Linked DNA regions of Zea mays: all the other regions are linked to region 1. Evidence: chromatin contacts called from public Hi-C and HiChIP or PLAC-seq data. All regions are on one chromosome and are shown on one strand. Each heading gives the region's core, a stretch centred on a gene start, on an enhancer-like site or on the middle of the called end of the contact. The rest is flanking DNA. Distances are from core to core; before and after follow the strand shown.

Region 1 (2,655 bases), core at 64-2,563:
TACCGGGGAGACGCCCACGAGCCCGGGAGATTTCCGTGGCAGCCCGGTTTGGATGTAGCTTTCGTCGTCCCAGATGTCGTCGAAGCTTTCATTATAGTTGGTGATCCATCGCTCCGGGTTTCGATACCACATGTGCACCGTCGCTGCTTGGTCGTGTTTGCGGATGATCTGCACGTACCGCAACACGTTCTCGCTTACAGCGACGCAGCGGCTGTAGTGGAGGTCCGGCGCGTGTCCGTCGCGGAGAACGCAACCACGCGGGAGGCGGAAGAAGGACAATATTTGCTCCTCGTGCGGCTGGGTGAGGTCGTCGCAGAAGATGATCCCCCACGAGAGGTCGAACCAGAAGACCACGTTGCCTATGGTGACAGAGCCGTGGGGTACCCAATGCCGGCGGCTCTCCCACCAGAAGGGGTAAGCAAAGTAGTTCGAGTACCAGACGCCATCCTCCGTTCTTATGTAGATGACGCTGGATTCGTCTTGATTATCTGTGGGAACAACGAGCTCGGCAATCAGGTAGTGACCTGTTTCGTGGTTGCATATTAAGCCGACGCTCTCGATATTGGCTAGGGCGGGTATATTGACGTTGTCCTCGGGGCGGTCGGGTACGTGCACAGCGCGCGCCTCGATCTGGCCATTGTCTGACCTGCGGAAGTGGCGCACCACCACGAGGTTGCTGTGGTTGGGTTCCTTCTCGAAGTTGGTGCCGTAGAAGGGAGCGATGGAGAAGTGGACGAGGAGGCAGAAGCGTCCGGAGGCGATGATGTAGGGGTACATGTCGGGTCTCGCGGGGTCGGGATGGGAACCGGGGCCCGCGACGAGGTCCGTTAGCCACGGCGGTGGCGCGACCCATATGGTGAAGTCGGGTTCCGCCGCGCCGTGCGCCGCGTGCGCCGCCTCCGACGCTGCTGCGTCCGTGTTCACGTTCAAGATGCTCTCCTCCAGCTGAGCCTGCTGTTCCTCCTCTTCGGCTTCGGCTTCGGCTCCGCCTTCCCCGACCTCGGCTTGCTGATCATCATGCGCCTCCACCACCGCGTCCACGGCCGCGGCGTGCTGCTCCTCCTGCGCCTGCGCGTCCTCCTCGGCTTGAGCTTCGCCGACCACGGCGTGCTCCTCCGCGTCCTCGACCTCGAGCATGTCGTCGTCGTCGCGGGGCGGGTTGACGTAGAGTATTCGGCCTAGGATCAGCCAAGGCCTCTCCATTGGCGCTTGCTGGTACGCTTGGCTTCCTGCAGCGATTGAGAGGAGGAGGGAGACCAGACCACGCTGGGGCCGTTGAGGCGAGAGGGTAGCCGGGGGTGATTTGGCGGTGGCCTAGCGATTCGGCGGAAACTGGCAGGACGACAGGATAGGGATTTGCAGAACAACGGTTAATTCTTCACGAACATCCGGATCATTCCCTGGGCCGTGATGGGCCTTTGCAGGCCTAACCCAAGAGATAGCTCCAAGCAATCCAGTACCGTGCAGTTCTCAATTCACCAATAATCCATGCAATTGATCTTCTATAATATAAAAAGAGGAAGAAATAGTTTGGTACCCAAAAATGGAATTTCCTTTGCGACGAAAGAAAATATTATTATTACGTGTGTGGCAATTTTGACCCACACATCAGGTGCCCCAAAGCGCGTGTTGGATGACTACCAATGCTGCCAACCTAAACAACAACTTCATAAAAAGCACTTTTGTATCTGTGGGGGAGAGCCTTTGTCGTCGAATATCTACAAGTTACTAACTACTACATTAAAAGTAGGTTTCAGATATAGGTCGTTACCTTGGTCATCAAGCCGAAGCTAACAATATAGATGAAACTAAAGAAAGTCAGGAGCATTAATGTAAAGCCTAAAATTTACATAAAAGAAAAATAATAAAATAAATATATGTTAGTGTTTTGGGGACTATGGAACCTTTGGAGATTATTTGGTTTCTTTTTCTTTTGCATATTCAATTAATGGACTTTAATTAGCCAACTAACAAATAAATAAATACAAAACATGCACCTTGTCGGTGTTTTGGGTCCGACCGCACACCCGGGGTTGCCCCTCAAGGTGTTTTTAGGAGTAGAACGGTGTCAACGACTGTAGCAAAATGGTTCGTGCCGATTGCACGAGGGACAATGGACAAGATTTGCAGGTTCGGGCCGCTTAGAAGTGCGTAACACCCTACGTCCTGGTGAGTATATGAGCGTGGTTACAAGAGGGTTCTCTGATAGAGGGCGCAGAGAGTTTTACGTGGGTGGCTATGTCAAACAGGGTCGATCCTTCTGAAGGGGTGCCCCCTAGGCCTTATATACTCGACCGTAGGGCAGTACACGTGGGTATGATAACAACAAGTAGCTAAAAGGTAGTGAATCTCCTGAGTTTATCCCTACGTAACCCTCGCCGACTTATCCTCGCATGGCTCCATTGCATGGGGGCTTCAGCGCGGGAAAGTCGGGTCTCCGTTGCGATTTACTCGTTCGACGATGTGGGCCGTCCGGGCTTGCACCAATCTGGTCTCACGTCTTCTCTTCTTTGTTGGTTGTCTTTCCCCAGGCCCACGAAAGAATGACCTTACGAATTATTGGGCCCTCGGGCCTTTCGTGAGGCCTTTTACTTCTTTAGTGGACCCAGGGGATATCTATCCCCCACAAGCCCCCGATCTTTGAGTTGATTTAGA
Region 2 (2,655 bases), core at 85-2,584, 430 kb after region 1:
TTATGTGGACACTAGCTGGCAGTAGTCAATTAGGTTTGCATTCATTTTATTTGAGCTAATGCTTCTATTAATCATTGATTGACGACCATGGCCTGGTGTTTGGGTTACTGACGAAATCACTGCTCCTTTGTTTCAGCTGCGGCAGATCTTTCGGTCCGATGTCTGGCGATCAACATCATGCTGGGGCAAGCGAGCCAGCGCTTCGCCCCCATGTGCCTTGGTCCGCGCCGGTGGATGCGGCGGATGCACCCAGATCCTGTTCGCTCTGCAGATGACAAGTATTCTTGGGATGGAAATGGGTCAAAATCGGCCGGGTTGATCCATTGGATAGTTGACTTAGTCTTGGTGCCAAGGGCCAGGTGGGCCACCTTCCCATCCTCACCTCGTCAAAAAAACCGTGGGGCCTTGGGGAGTTGGGGGTGTGGCCTGTCTCTTTTGATAGATCGAGCCAGCTGGTATGGTAGGCGTCTGTGTGCGCGCTGCATTTGAGCACTTTGCCGCGTGCAAGTTGTTGCTTGCTAGAGACGCCGGTAATACATCTACTCGTACTCTCTGTTGTCGATCCGATGCACTACATGTTACCCAAGGCTGGCATCGTACTGGGGACTCGCGAAATCGAGATTGCCAACTTGTTTCGTGAGAGACGCGACACAAGTTTGGCCGAAAGTTACCAGATTTGATGAGTTGGGACGTACGGAATTATGTTTTGAAATGAAAGAACGCACAGGCTCAGGAAGCCCATACATTCACACATGGACCGCAGGTACGAACCCCCCAGTGTAGTGTGATAGGCGTGGGTTAATTTGCAGAGATCGGGTCGTGTAATCGTGTTGGTTAAACTTAAACCATCTAGCCGATCCGTTGCCACGGCCACCGCTAGCGATCAAATGAAAGCAAGGATACGACGACGGGGCAGCGGCCATGACCAACCACTGGTCCATCCATCCATGCAATGCTCGCCTCCTCTCCTCTCCTCGGTAGGTGGGCAGGGCAGGCGAGGAGGTGTTAAGGCATGAGCTGTCCCCTCCTTCCTCGTTGTCGTCTTCGCGTGCGCAAACAGACACATACAGGGACGCCGACGCGCAGTTGCCCAGCCGCCCGAGCTGTCAGCCAGCCTGCTGCCTGCCACGCTGTTCCGCAACGCCGCAGTTGGGAAGCTAGCTAGCCGGGGGCCCGTGCGGGCGTGCGGGCCAGGTTGCTCCGTCCGGCGGTGAGGACGGGCGGGGCACCTCTAAATTAGGGGGCTGCTCAGTTGTCGTCGGTAGCACACAGCTGCGCAACCCAACCATAAAGGCGTCTCCTCGGCAGACTCCGACCGCTGCCCTGCCCTGGACATCCATCATCAGCCCACCCCACCCCCGCCTTCTCCTTCCTCCCGCCCGCCCGCCCGCCGCGTGCGTTCTCCTCCCTTCCCTCCTCTCGCCTGAGAGGAAAAGGGGGAGGGGCGCACAGAGAGGAGGAGGAGCTACCGGAGGTGGTGGAGGAACAACCAGCAGGGCCCGGCCGGCCGCCTAGTCCGTCCGTCGTCCAATCCTCCTCCAGGCGCACACATCGTCATCGTCAACAACGACAACATGGCTGCTGTAAGTAACATCTCCCATAGATCGCACTCCTCAATTGTGTGGCATCCACGCATCCAAAACGATGCATGGCATTGGCATGAGCTGGGACGGCTGCTCCGGCATGTGTTTATTGCTCCGGGCATGAACTGAACTGGGACGGCCTGCGTGGCCTGCTGCTGCAAATTTCATTATTACTCATCCACATGTGCCGTGACATAAATGTGTTTTTATTACTACTGCTCCGAAGCTAGTAGGGTAGTTTATCGAAGTACTGCATGTGCTCCGCTGCATGATGATCGCATTGGGATTATCATGCATGCCTCCTTCCAGCCCCGGAACCGTGCCCATGTGCCCCCACGTTGAATATGATGATTGCTGTGCATTTTTTAGTTATATGTTCTAGTCATGAACGCATAAAAAATGTTCCAGTCTTGTGTATCCGTCATCTTCCAGCTCGTCTATGGACCTGTGATTAAAGAGAATGGCTAATTGCTAGCTAAACAAAAAAAAAAACAGTTTTAAATGTTTCTAAACAAGATGTGTCTAACAGGCGAGCTAATTATTGTTTTTACTAATTCTTTTTAACCAACTTAAAGCTAATCCGAAATCACTTTTAGCCCAACCGATAACTAGACAGGCGTATATGGTGCGGGAACTGTATCATCGTCTTTATTATATTTTGCATTCTCACGCACCATCCAAATCCATTCACGATTCATCGCTATCTGAACATGGGGGCGCCGCTCCTGACTTCCCCAAGGCACATGGCGTGTGATCCCGTGCTTGGATTGGACGACTCGCCGGTCGCCGCTCTCGTAGTCCTCACGGGTCACACACCCATGTGCTGCGCCGCGCGCCCTTCATCCTCAGTTGTCAGCCCATGTCACGGCGTCGGCTCCTCAGTAGTCTGCCTGCCCTCAGGAGGTCGACTTGCATCCCGGTCCGGATGTGATCCTTCGTACCCTTTGAGTTTCAGCTAAGCGAGTACCTACTACGTACTAGCTGTATCTCTGCGACGTGCCGGTGCTCGCACGCAACTACGGACTAGCATGTATTATTCGGTCGTCGTCGTCGGTGTTAAGACGCAGACGCA
Region 3 (2,655 bases), core at 65-2,564, 270 kb before region 1:
TGTAGGTGGCGTCGGTGGCCGCGGAGGGCGGGAACATGCGGAGCACGGAGGTCGACAACGCTGCCGCGGCGTGGGACTACTCGCTGGAGTCGTAGAACATGGCGGAAGAGGACACGTTCTTGGATGCCGGGGCCGGCGGGTGAGGGAGGCGCTCGACGACCTCGTCGAGGACGGGGACCAACACGTCGTCTGCAAGCTCGAAGTTGGTGGTGGCATGGGGCCCACTTAGCTGGATGGTGGCTGAGTGCGGCCTCCTCGGTGGTATCAAAGTCGACGAGTCAGATGCGCACATGACGCTAGGGGTCGCGGATCTCTGCTGTGTACTTGCCCCATGGTCGGCGCCGCACTCTGTAGTACTGGGGCTCGGTGTCGGCGTCGTTCGACTTCCTCTCCCGCTCTGTGAGGGCCAACAGCCTGGGCCACTCCCTCGCCGTGGCCCGCATGGACGACGCCTCCTCCTTCAGTGCTCGCTCCAGACGGATCTCCTAGATGTAGTGCTTCACCCTATGGACGGCGAGCACCATGGACGGCGGCTGTTGCGTGGGGAGCGGGGTGCGGGCGACAGAGCGTAACGGCGACGGGAGCGGAAGGGCGCCTAGGGAGGCGTGGAGCACGGGCTGGGCCAGAGCAGGCACCGCCCAGGCGATGCCTCCGGCGCTGGGGACGCAAGGCAGGGGCGGGGGATGTGCCACTGCGTGGGCGTGGGCGAGATCCAAGGGCGGGGGCTCGGCAGGGGTCGCGAGTGTGGGAAAGAGAGAGGCGGGGGCACGACGGGGGCATGGAAGGTGTGGACGCCTTCGTTGTAGTCTTAATAGGAGTAGTATAGATTAGTCATAGATCTAAAAGTGCACTGCATAATACAGTAGTTAGCTTTTTCTTGCTTTAACCTTTATGTTACATGATCGAAACTCGCATTAGGCCAGTCGCCCAGACACAGAGAGGAAACATCGTCTGGTCATTGTAAGGCCTGAATAAACATGGGGTCGGGGCATGGCAATTCCCGGTAACCACCAGCGCAATTTGGACGGTTTGAAAGGTGACAAGTAGTGGGGGTAAGCTTCCGATGCTGCGCTCGTGGTGGTTGTGAAGGCCGGCGTTGTCTCTTACCTGCGAAGGCCGGCGCAGGATCTATCGGTAGAATCGGCCAGCAGCGTTTTCGTGGACTTGTCCTTCGTCTTTAAGGCCAAAAGTAATATTCAAAAAACATTTGAGGTGCTTGGGTGAAGAATGCCACAATGGAATTGGATCGACGGTGGTGCCCCCACTCAAAGCAGCTGCAGCTTATCACCACCGCCTCAGGCTCAGGATTGCACGGCTCCGCCGCGCTCGAATTCCCCCCACCTTCCACCAGGCCAGCACCATGGCCACTACCGCCCTCCTCCTCCGCACTCACCACCATCCCTGCAAGCCGCCGGCGCCGCGCGCGTCCGTACTCTGCCGCGCCACGGCGGGGATGGCTGGGCCGGCGTCGGCCGCGGCGCTGCGGTCCCTGGCCCCGCCCACGCGGCCGGAGCTGCTGTCGCTCGACCTGCCCCGCTACGACCCAGCGCCCGCCCGCCCCGTGGACCTCGCCGTGGTGGGCGGCGGGCCCGCGGGCCTCGCTGTGGCGCAGCGCGTCGCGGAGGCGGGCCTGTCGGTGTGCGCCATCGACCCGTCCCCCGCGGTCGTGTGGCCCAACAACTACGGCGTGTGGGTGGACGAGTTCGAGGCCATGGGCCTCTCCCACTGCCTCGACACCGTCTGGCCCTCCGCCTCCGTCTTCATCGACGATGGCGGCGCCAAGTCGCTCGACCGCCCCTACGCCCGCGTCGCGCGCCGCAAGCTCAAGTCCACCATGATGGACCGCTGCGTCGCCAACGGCGTCGTCTTCCACCAGGCCAAGGTCGCCAAGGCCGTCCACTACGACGCCTCGTCCCTCCTCATCTGTGACGACGGCGTCGCCGTCCCGGCAAGCGTCGTGCTCGACGCCACGGGCTTCTCGCGCTGCCTCGTGCAGTACGACAAGCCGTACAACCCGGGGTACCAGGTCGCCTACGGCATCCTCGCCGAGGTCGACGCCCACCCGTTCGACATCGACAAGATGCTCTTCATGGACTGGCGCGACTCGCACCTCCCCGAAGGGTCGGAGATCAGGGAGCGCAACCGCCGCATCCCCACCTTCCTCTACGCCATGCCCTTCTCCCCCACCAGGATCTTCCTCGAGGAGACGTCCCTGGTCGCGCGCCCGGGGCTCGCCATGGACGACATCCAGGAGCGCATGGCCGCGCGCCTCAGGCACCTGGGTATACGCGTCCGAAGCGTCGAGGAGGACGAGCGCTGCGTCATCCCCATGGGAGGGCCGCTGCCCGTCCTGCCGCAGAGGGTTGTCGGCATCGGCGGCACGGCAGGGATGGTGCACCCGTCCACGGGCTACATGGTGGCGCGCACGCTTGCCACCGCGCCTATCGTGGCGGACGCCATCGTAAGGTTCCTCGACACCGGCACCGGCAACGGCATGGGTGGCCTGGCAGGGGACGCGCTCTCCGCCGAGGTGTGGAAGCAGCTGTGGCCAGCCAACAGGCGGCGGCAGAGGGAGTTCTTCTGCTTCGGCATGGACGTCCTGCTCAAGCTGGACCTCGAGGGAACGCGGCGGTTCTTCGACGCCTTCTTCGACCT

What was found. Hi-C and Micro-C count contacts between places; a contact is called where the count stands out from the background. HiChIP or PLAC-seq counts read pairs in DNA pulled down with a chosen protein or histone mark.
Region 2: a Hi-C map of ear shows a contact between it and region 1, with 7 times the contacts expected there. The contact joins the promoter of LOC100383556 here to the promoter of LOC100382143 in region 1. A contact is called at or near these places in 11 of 25 Hi-C or Micro-C datasets (bundle sheath, ear, endosperm and 3 more) and 1 of 3 datasets of contacts at active chromatin or transcription factors (leaf).
Region 3: a contact with region 1 is called in an H3K4me3 HiChIP or PLAC-seq map of leaf, with 3 times the contacts expected there. The contact joins the promoter of LOC100383002 here to the promoter of LOC100382143 in region 1. A contact is called at or near these places in 4 of 25 Hi-C or Micro-C datasets (bundle sheath, ear, leaf and 1 more) and 1 of 3 datasets of contacts at active chromatin or transcription factors (leaf).

What each region holds. Positions count from the first base shown.
Region 1 is chr5:102,645,007-102,647,661 of Zm-B73-REFERENCE-NAM-5.0, reverse strand. LOC100382143 reads right to left here and starts at 1,313. Exons shown (of 3, transcript NM_001174903.1): 1 at 1-1,313. The coding sequence starts at 1,203.
Region 2 is chr5:102,216,748-102,219,402 of Zm-B73-REFERENCE-NAM-5.0, reverse strand. It overlaps LOC100383556, which reads left to right and starts at 1,334. Exons shown (of 2, transcript NM_001346741.1): 1 at 1,334-1,583. The coding sequence starts at 1,575.
Region 3 is chr5:102,919,511-102,922,165 of Zm-B73-REFERENCE-NAM-5.0, reverse strand. It overlaps LOC100383002 (pink scutellum 1), which reads left to right and starts at 1,314. Exons shown (of 1, transcript NM_001175684.1): 1 at 1,314-2,655. The coding sequence starts at 1,361.